Linked DNA regions of Sus scrofa: region 1 is linked to region 2. Evidence: chromatin contacts called from public Hi-C data. All regions are on one chromosome and are shown on one strand. The core of a region is the stretch at or near the end of the contact, and the rest is flanking DNA. Distances in the headings are between cores, read along the strand shown.

Evidence for each region. Hi-C and Micro-C count contacts between places; a contact is called where the count stands out from the background.
Region 1: a contact with region 2 is called in a Hi-C map of heart right ventricle, with 2.9 times the contacts expected there. The contact joins the promoter of ADAM17 here to the promoter of RRM2 in region 2. A contact is called at or near these places in 1 of 47 Hi-C or Micro-C datasets (heart right ventricle) and 1 of 2 datasets of contacts at active chromatin or transcription factors (alveolar macrophages).

Annotation. Positions count from the first base shown.
Region 1 is chr3:126,793,933-126,799,374 of Sscrofa11.1, forward strand. ADAM17 (ADAM metallopeptidase domain 17) reads left to right here and starts at 1,698. Exons shown (of 19, transcript NM_001099926.1): 1 at 1,698-1,826. The coding sequence starts at 1,730.
Region 2 is chr3:126,364,621-126,369,713 of Sscrofa11.1, forward strand. It overlaps RRM2 (ribonucleoside-diphosphate reductase subunit M2), which reads right to left and starts at 2,525. Exons shown (of 11, transcript XM_021087850.1): 1 at 2,322-2,525; 2 at 395-533; 3 at 228-302. The coding sequence starts at 493.

The DNA of each region.
Region 1 (5,442 bases), core at 448-2,947, 430 kb after region 2:
AGCCACAATGAGAACTCCACAACCATCACATTTTTATGTGGTACATTAAAAAAAAAATTTGCAGAGATGAATCTTTGCTTTTTGATTAGGAATGCCATTAATGAATGTTTAATGAAGGCATTTTATACTTCAGATGAATAGACCAGATTCAGGTAAGCCGAAAATGCACAAAACCAGTTAATTACGGATAATAACGGCTGGGAAAGATGTTGCGATTTTACCAAGGCATACCACAGTGAACCTAAGTTTAAACCACAGTTTGAGTATTTTATCAGGAGTAGTCTTGAAACTTTACCAGGCAGGACCAATAATTTACTCCTAACAATTTACCATTTCATAATCGGGGGAAGGCTGTCCCCATTCACTCCCAAGTGGAAAATGTGTTATGTTCTACTTGTATCAACTTTAGTTGAACCAGAATAGCAACTCCCTTTCAACGTTATTAGAATGTTTTACTCAGTACATTCCACCACACCAGAGCTAAAATTACGCAAAGGATTGCAAAGCGGAAAGGAATCTGACTAGCACCCATGAGGTTGCGGTTCGATCCCTGGCCTCGCTCAGTGGGTTAAGGATCCGGCGTTGCGCCGAGCTGTGGTGCAGGTCAGAGGCGCCTGGGATCCTGCGTGGCTGTGGCTGTGGTCAGGCGGCTGTGGTTCAGATTTGACCTATAGCCTGGGACCCTCCATATGCCGCTAGTGCGGCCCTAAAAAGCAAAAAAACCAACCAACCCTCCCGCCCAAACTTCCTTGGCAAATTTCCAATCAAAGCTGAAGTGCCCAAACACAGTACTGAATTTCAAGAAGTTGGCTGGACGATTCAAGACCCTGTACGGGTAGATGAGGAGTTAGGCCTAAGATATAGTTTCTGAAATACTTGCAGACTCTACGTACAGCAGGGCCACGGGAAAATGTGCATTAAGGAAGCGCTTGTTTATTTCCCTCTTGCAAAGCCTTTTTCGTTACAACGACAGAGGGAGGCTTAATGTGCCCAGGGGGTCCGACGCCCAAACCAAGTTGCACCCCATTTGCATCTGGGCTGCTGGGCTGGCAGAAGCAGCGCGCGGACGCGAGGCCTCGGGCTCCCAGGAGCCCGTCTTTCGTCGCGGACACTTCGTCGTTGGGTCGTAACCAGGAGCACGCCCCGCCGGGCTCCCCCTCGTCCGCTCCGGGCTCCAGGCGGTTTCAACAGCCCGTTTAGCAAAAAGGGTAACAGGGATCCTAACCAGATGTGGGTGGGACCGAGACGACGGAGGCGGCTGGACGCACCTCTGAGGGCCTACTCGCGAGCTCCCGCCTCCCTCGCGGCGGTCACCCGGGGACAGAGGCGAGGCTCCACGGGGTCGAGTCAGGACGCCGCGGGCAGCTCACGGAGCCCTCGCGGGGCTGAAGGGGGCGGGCAGAGGGGCGGTGAGATGGCAGCGCGCCTGCGCGGGGCGGGGCGAGCGAGGCCCTCCCAGCATGCCGCGCGGCGCCCGGCTTCCGGCGGTGGGCGGGGCGGGCGTTGGCGGCGGGCGGAAGCGGGCTGAGCCAGGCCCTGCTCCGCTGCCTGCGCTTCCGGGGGGCCTAGAGTCAGGCTCCAGAGTCTTCCGGTAGGCGGCGCGGGAGGAGTGAGAGGCTTGAGGGGACAGGCCAGGCGGATCCCGTTGTCCCCCAATGTGAGCAGCGTCCTGAGCCCCAGTCAGGCGAAGGCTGCTCGGAGAGGTGGAGCCGGTTGCCGGGCCGGGAACATGAGGCAGTGTGCGCTCTTCCTGACCAGCTTGGTTCCTATCGTGCTGGCGCCGCGACCGCCGGACGAGCCGGGCTTCGGCTCCCCTCAGCGACTCGGTAAAGACCCTGGGAGTTGGCTTGGGCCGGCACCGGGTGCTTGGGGAGCGCAGCTTTCGGGAAAGAGCAGGGAAGCGGGATCTGTCAGGTGTTTGGGGGCGGGGTGTGGACGGCTGTGCGCGTCCCGAGGTTTTCAGCGTGGGAAGGGGGTGTGGCTCTCGGACTTCGGGGAAAGAAGGGAGATGGGCTCGTCTCCCTGAACGGGGGAGGGATCCTGGAGGGGGCCTCCGAGGGGGACTCGGGGCCTGGGAGGGGTCTGTCCCCTGAGTCTGTGTTTGGGAAGAGGTGAGGCGGGAGTGATGGTGGCTCGCGTTTGGAGAGGAGGATGCGGTCCAGATCCCTGCCCTCCTGAGGAACAAACCTATATTGTGTTCCTACCAAAGGCGGGATTCTGGAGGAGGAGAGGAAGCTCCGCAGCTCTTCCTGGCTCTAAAAGGAGCGAACTCGATTTTCTGCTGTAGGGGGTACTTAGTAATCTGGTTGGAAGGCAGTGACTGGAGCGCTCAAGAGTTTCGTTTTGCGAACACCATAAGCGTGTATTTAGTTATTTAAATTGGAGCTTATTGGAGGTGCTGGGGTGGGGGCGCTTAAATTTACCGGGCCAACTGGTAATGCTGCTGCTGTGAATGCCTGCCTTGCCATTTTAAACAGATTATCAGGAATCACCAATTTGATTGAGCCTAGAAAGTAGGTGATTTAGATTTTCTAAAGAGCTTGGATTAAGGATGGACTAACATTAAGAGATGTGTAAATTGCTGGCAGTTAATTTGTGTCAAGGTGTAGTGACTGGGTTCTTTATCAGTTAAAAAAAAGTTGGCATGTGAGAGAGTTTAATTAACTGGTAATAAAGTATGAACCAGTATATTTTCCCAGTGTGAGAAGTTAGAGCCTCAGTGATTTTTCATGGTGGTTTTGGTCCCCAAACCCTACCGTGATTGCATGTATAGTATCGGGCAGATGGAGACTTTGTGTGGATTTTCTTTATGGCTAATAAAACTTGCATTATTTTACCCGGAACTTCCTTATAATTGACTGAGGGTGTTAATGATGGCTACGCTCTCACCTGAACAACTGCTTTGTCAGTCACCTTAAATTGAAATGGATTACAGGTGATTAGTCTAATGACAGGCTGGGGAGAACCTGGTAGGAAGTGCTGAGATGTGATACGTTAATACAAATTGAAAAAAATGGGGAGTTAGGGATGGTCATGATGGAGGAATAGGGTAAGAGCCATGTGATAAGGATAAATGTTAATAAAATGAACAAACATGGAGTTACTGTCGTGGCCCAGCAGAAGCAAATCTTTTTTTTTTTTTTTTTTTGGTCTTTTTGCTATTTCTTGGGCTGCTCCCGCAGCACATGGTGGTTCCCAGACTAGGGGTCGAATCGGAGCTGTAGCCACCGGCCTATGCCAGAGCCACAGCAACTCGGGATCCGAGCCACGTCTGCAACCTACACCACAGCTCACGGCAACGCCAGATCATTAACCCACTGAGCAAGGGCATGGATTGAACCCGCAACCTCATGGTTCCTAGTCGGATTCGTCAACCACTGCGCCACGACGGGAACTCCACAAGCAAATCTTGACAAGGATCCATGAGGTTGCAGGTTTGATCCCTGGCCTCGCTCAGTGGGTTAAGGATCCGGCATTGCTGTGAGCTGTGGTGTAGGTTGAAATTGAGGCTCGGATCCCACATTGCCGTGGCTGTGGCGTAGGCTGGCAGCTACAGCTCCAGTTCAATCCCTGGCCTGGGAACCATATGCCACTAGTGCAGCCCTAAAAAGCAATAAATAAATAAATAAGCTAACATGTATTTCGAGGTATTAAAGTTATATTTTTACCACTCTAACACAGCTGTTTCACTTTTATTCTCATGTTCAGTAGTGGAGAAATAAGTAGCATGAATCCTAGGAATCGCAAAGAAAACCTCACTTTTAGATTAATTCTCAGCAGCATTCACAGATCGTAAGGGATTTTTCTATTTTTATCATGTGTTTTTATTTGCAAAGTGCGGACCACTGGTGCCAGAAAAATGCGTGGTCTAGATGTTTGAAGAACACGTACTGTATGCAAGTGTTATTGGAAATATGAAGATCAGACAACTGCAGCGCAGGTTTGATTTCTGGCCCAGGAACTTCCACATGCTTTGGGTGCAGACACACACACACACACACACACCCACACACACACCCACACCTTTTGGCATGGCAGGATAGAGATATATGAACAGGCAATTCTAGAACAATATGAAGGTGAGTGATAGAACACATTGTGGGAGTTATCACGTTATCATCAAGCAGGGTTGACCTAACTGGGGAAGGAGGTGATGAGCCCAGACTCGAAATAAGGACACTCTCGATAGAGGCACTTAGCAACTGTTAGAATTGAAATGAACCGTGGAGATTGTGTCTCTCTCTTTTTTTTTTTTTGTCTTTTTTTTTGCTATTTCTTGGGCCGCTCCTGCGGCATATGGAGGTTCCCAGGCTAGGGGTCCAATCGGAGCTGTAGCCACCGGCCTACGCCAGAGCCACAGCAACGCAGGATCCGAGCCGTGTGTGCAACCTACACCACAGCTCATGGCAACGCCGGATCGTTAACCCACTGAGCAGGGCCAGGGATCGAACCCGCAACCTTATGGTTCCTAGTCGGATTCGTTAACCACTGCGCCATGACGGGAACTCCTGTGTCTCGTTTTTATTAAATGAAGGGGGCAGAAAGATGTGTCTTAGAAAGGCATAGTGAGTTGTCAAGTTCATACAGTTAGTGACAAATGTATGCCCTGTGGGTATTTTTTCTTTTTTGAAGAGTGACTTTTTTTGTTGCTTACGGTAACCCTACCATTTAGATTGAATTGGTCAAGGCTAATGAATAATTTCATACTTAAAGAGCATGGTTGTTTATTAGCCTACTTATCCATGAGTGTTACCATAAACGCAGTGCTAAATATCAATTAGGGATACGACATTTTCCGAAGGACAAAAATGTGTAACAGAGTCCCGGCTTTTGGAGGACGCCGTAGGTCACCGAGATGATTTCAGCTGAGCTGTTATGAATTGCATAATTTAGGAAAGTTATGAGTCATGTGAGCTTACTCATGATGATATCTTGAAGTTGCAGCTGGGGTATATAAGTCTCCCTTTGATTTCAAAAGAGTTTTCTCTTTGTGTTACTCTTAATAAGAGGATGTAGTGGGTGGAAGGAAAAAATATAGGTCACAGATGAGGGATGGAAGTCGGGATCTGAAACATATATTCTGAAATGCAAAAGTATATGGGGTGGGGCGTCTCCCCAGTGCAGGGCCTGTTTCTCATATTGACGGCATCATTTCTCTCAAGATTTTGACATCTGACTTCCTCTTTTGATGGTAATTTTGCTTACTGGCTGCATTCCCTTGAAACTGAAACACACACCCTAACTGCTTTAAGAGAAATTTAATGTAACTCTGCTTTTTTTTTTTTTTTTTTTGTCTTTTGTCCTTTTTAGGGCCGCACCCGAGGCATATGGAGGTTCCCAGGCTAAAGGTTGAGTCGGAGCTGTAGCCGCCGGCCTACATCACAGCCACAGCAACGCCAGATCTGAGCCGCGTCTGCCACCTCCACCACAGCCCACGGCAAT
Region 2 (5,093 bases), core at 1,275-3,774:
GTATGTGGCCTATACACGAAACAGCAGGACTATATGTGGGGAAATAGGCCATGCCCCCCCTGGGTGAATGATCGGGAAGAGACTTGGCGGGAAAGGAGAGCGGGCCCGGGTGGGTGGGGGCAGGCTTTGAAAGGAGACAATGAGGCTTTGGCGCCAAGCGCAGGCTCCTCCCGGCTCCGCCTTCCTGCAGCGCCCCCTCTCCGGGCGCCCCCCGTTCGCCTACGCACCGGCTCGGCGGGCTCCTGGAAGATCCTCCTGGCGGTCTTGCTGGCCAGCACGCGGGTCCCGCTGAGGGTCGGGGGCTGCAGGGAGACGCGTGGTGAGGGGCCCGCCCGCGTCCCACAGGACCCCACCGCCCCGTCCCGACCCCCGGCCCCCGCGCCCGCGCGCTCACAGTGTTCTCCTTGTCCGCCAGGCTGAGCCCTTTCAGGGGCGAGAGCTGGAGCTGCTGCGGGTCGGCGATGGTGGCGAGAGGGACGCGGACGGAGAGCATGGCGACGCGCGGAGGGGCAGGTGAGGCGAAGGCGCAGGTCCTGGGATGCGAGCCCCAGCCCGGCCCGCAGGGGAATTTAAAGCATCCTGAGCGCTCATTGGGCGGAGCCGCCGCTGGCCACGCCCCTCGCGATTCAAGCGCCGCGCGGGATCTCAGGCCGCCCCTGCCCGCCGGGGACCCTCGGGACCGACCCCTCCCAGGCCTCCGGGGGCCGCCGGGTGGGCAGGGGGAGCCACTGCCCGGCTCCCCGAGGGCCCCACTGGACAAAGGCTGCAGCCCCTGCGCGTCTCGGTGGCCTGGCGCGCGCGGGCACTCGCTGGGGCCGGACGGTTTGGGATTGAATGAAACAACGCGATTGGAGCCCGCCAGGCGCCGGAGAGCGGGAGCTGACACCCCACCCCACAGAGCCCCACCTCTCCGAAAACGTCTCTCGGACCGGTTTCGCGGTTCTGGGCGAGAGGTTTTGCAAATGAGGTTGGTGCAAAGGCCAGTAAAACGGCCCCGGCAGCGAGGGAAGCGCCATGGCTGCGACGATTTACATACGTGTACTTGGGGGAGGGGTACAAGGTCCCTGAGGTGTGGGGTGCTCAGCGGGGACCGTGGCGCCTAGCATTTAGGGCCGCTGGCTTCAGAGTCCCGGGGTGCAGTTGCTGTGTCACTAGGACAGGTCACCCGACTTAAAGAATTGGTGCGCTGGTAGCTCTACCTAACCTGTGGGATTCCTAAGAAAATGAGAGGATTAAGTGAGACCATTCATGTAAAATGGGAAGCTCTTTGGAAACCTTCACATTAACAGGAAGGGCCTTTGGTGCAGTTTCCCGCTGAAATCGTGTCTGCTTTCAGACCACTGTCCTCTGTGTCAATATTGTTTTAAAAATGGCAAACTAAGCAAAACCTCCTGGGAAAGAGTCCAGTGTGTGCTTGAAGAACTAGAAATTCATGTACTGCTTATTGGGCATCCAAGATCCTGGAGAGGGGGTTGAAAACCTCCATGGGGGAGGGGGGGATTCGAACTAAGTAAAAGTGTCCATTTTACTTTGTACATGATCTTTCAGATTTGCCATAGATTTTGCCCTGAATGTGGCAAAATTCAAGAAATGATTGCAGAGGAAGCAGTGTTAAGGAGTTCCCATCGTGGCTCCCTGGTAACGAACCCGACTAGTATCCATAAGGACACGGGTTCGATCCCTGGCCTCGCTCAGTAGGGTAAGGATCTGGCGCTGCGATGAGCTGTGGTGTAGGTCCCCAGACGTGGCTTGGATCCTGCGTTGCTGTGGCTGTGGTGTCGGCCGGCAGCTGCAGCAGCTCCAATTAGACCCCTGGCCTGGGACCCTCCATATGCCACGGGTACGGCCCTAAAAAGCAAAAAAAAAGAGCTTCGCATCTCTTAGACAAAACAACTAAGACTCTGGTCTATCTGTTTTAAAGCAGCTCACAGACATTGTCGATTTCCCCTTACTTCAGCATGCACTTTCAGAAAATGGATATTTTTATTGATAGAGGTGTGATGGTTTTATCAGCCACCATAAAACGATCGCAATTATCAGTGATTCTCTGTCCTTCTCTAATCCTCAATGTCGGGTAATTAATACCTGAAGTCCTCCTTTGGGTTGCTGTTCCAGGCACCATGTGCTTTTTAGCTCCTGTTATATTCCGTGTGTACAGGAACCATAAAGTATAACTCGGTGAACTAGCCAGAAACCGTGACTTCTTTTTCGGTTGAACTGCCACGAGGCAGGGGGAAAAGTCGCCATCCTCTCCTTCACCTCCTCCCACCTCTGAGTCATTTGGGAGGTCCCATCCCCTCCCCCCCAGGTCGGGTTTTTACCGCTCTCGCTTTACAAAGGAGGAAGCAGGGGCAGAAGGCTACGTGACTCTGCGGGGAGGTCAAGCCGGGAGGAGGCAGCGGGGCCTGGCTTCTGGTAGGCAGGGCCTCCTCTCTCGCCTGGGTCCCGGAGAGGAAAAGGCCGGGCGGGACGTGGCGGCCCATTCCCCGGAAGAGAGAGCGCCCTCCGCTGCTGCCTAGGGCCGGGCGCTGGAATCTGACCAGGAATCTTCCTGGCTTCCCTCTGCGCCTGTTTGACAGCTGCTCCACGATTGGCCAGTAGGACAGAGACTCCGCCCCCAACCTCCGAGAGGAGGCGCTCATTCGAGCCTTCGGGATCCCACGCCAGGCCACCGTAAGCCCCGCCCCCGCTTCCGGTCCTGCGGTCGCGCGGGGAGAAGTTGTACTTTTAGCATCTAGGGCGGGCGGGTTTGGTGGCCTCTTAAGAGGCGCCTCACCCTACCCCAGCACTCATCACCTATATACGGGACACCGCGCTGGTAATGACACTGACGTCGGTAACTCCACAGCCCCTGGGCCCCTGGACCACGTGATTAACACTTAAAATGCAAAGGACAGTGTGAGGTTCTCTTGAGATCAAGGTCTGAGAGGCAAGGAGAATGTCCAAGGTTATACGGTTCCTAAAACTGCCCAGCTAGAACTTTCCTCTCCCAATTTTTGTTAATAATGTTTTCGGAGTTCCCCTTGTGACTCAGCAGTAACGACTAGTATCCATGAGGATGTGGGTTCCATCCCTGACCTTGCTCAATGCGTTAAGGATCCAGCGTTGCCGTGTAGATCACAGACACCGCTGGGGTCTGGCATTGCTGTGTCTGTGGGGCAGGCCAGCAGCTGGAGATCTGATTTGACCCCTAGCCGGGGAAACTCCATATGCTACAGGTGCAACCCTAAAAAGCAAAAGCAAAAAAATAAATAAATAAAGTTTTCAACAAACAGAAAAACAAAAGAATCCTACAGTCTTCACCCACCACCTGGGATTCAGTGGTTGTTTCCATTTTGCCTTATTGCTTTCTCTTTCTGGACGTGGGAGGCTTTAGTTTTTTCTGGATCATTTGAAAGTGGGTTGTAGAAAGGACACTTCATCCCCAGATATTTCAGCATGTTGCGGCATATAACTCTTAAAAATAAAAACATCCACTAACGTAACCACAACATCATATTCAGACCTAAGAAAACCAGCATTAATTCTCTAACATCACCTAATAGCTTCTAGTCCATAAGCAAATTTTCCCCAGTCGTTTCAAATGTGTCTTTTAATTCATTCACTTTTTATTCAGGATCCTGTTTAGCACATGCATTACATTTGTCCACTGTATCTTTTTAGTCTCTTTAAAATCATATCAAATGAGCTTTATTTTTTGTTCTTTGATTTTTTTTTTTTTTTTAATCTGCAGAGTGGTGGACGTGACAACAAAGTCAGTTACATGCAGTGGCATCAAGACAGTGGTTGTTTGTATAGTTGTTCTTAGGCCCCCCCCCCCGTCTGTCGCTTTTTTGTTTTTGTTTTTGTTTTTTGCTTTTTAGGGCTGTATTCAAGGCATATGGAAGTTCCCAGGCTAGGGTTCAAATCAGAGCTGCAGCTGCCAGTCTACACCACAGCCACAGCAACACGGGATCTGAGCCACATCTACGACCTATACCACAGCTCACAGTAACACCAGATCCTTAACCCACTGAGCGAGGCCAGGGACCGAACCTGCATCCTCATGGACACTAGTTGGGTTCCTTACCACTGAGCCACAACGGGAACTCCATTAGTCTCTTGAATTTGAACAACCGTACTTTGTTTTTAGCCCATGATATTGGCTGTGTGATGTTCAGGCCACTTTTCTTGTGGACTGTCTCACGTTCTACATTTGCCTGATGTGTCTTCAGAGTGTCATTTAACTTGTCTTTCTGATCACTGTATTTACTGTAAACTAGAAGTTGGATCTAAAGGTTTTATTACATTGGGCTTATATTTTTTGCATGTGGTTAAAATATACATAAGCTAAAAAAAATACATAAGCTAAAATTTACCATTTGAACCTTTTTTTTTTTTGTCTTTTTGCTGTTTCTTGGGCCGCTCCCGAAGCATATGGAGGTTCCCAGGCTAGGGGTCAAATTGGAGCTGTAGCCTCCGGCCTACGCCAGAGCCACAGCAACACAGGATCCGAGCCATGTCTGCAACCTACACCACAGCTCACGGCAATGCTGGATCCTTAACACACTGAGCAAGGGCAGGGACTGAACCCGCAACCTCATGGTTCCTAGTCAGATTTGTTAACCACTGCGCCACGACGGGAACTCCCATTTGAACCATTTTTCAAGTGTGCCCTTCAGTGGCATTAAGCACAGTGACAGTGTTATGCAAACATCACCACCATCATCTCCAGAACTTTTTATCCTAAACTGAAACTGTCCCCATGAAACCCTAACTCCCCATTACGCCCTCCCATCAATCTCATGACCACCATTCTGCTTCCTGTCTATATGAATATAAGTACCTCATGCAAGTGCAGTCTTACAGTATCTGTTCTTTTGTGTCCAGCTTTTTTTTCAGTTGGTGTAAAGTTTTCAACATTCATCCATGTTGTACCTGGTGTCAGAATTTCATTCTTTTTTTTTTTTTTTTAGGGCTGCATTCCACGGCATATGGAAGTTCCCAGGCTAGGGGTTGAATCGGAGCTGCAGCTGCGGTCTTATACTGCAGCCACAGCAACTCGGGATCCGAGCAGCATCTGTGAACTACACTGCCACTTACCGCGATGCTGG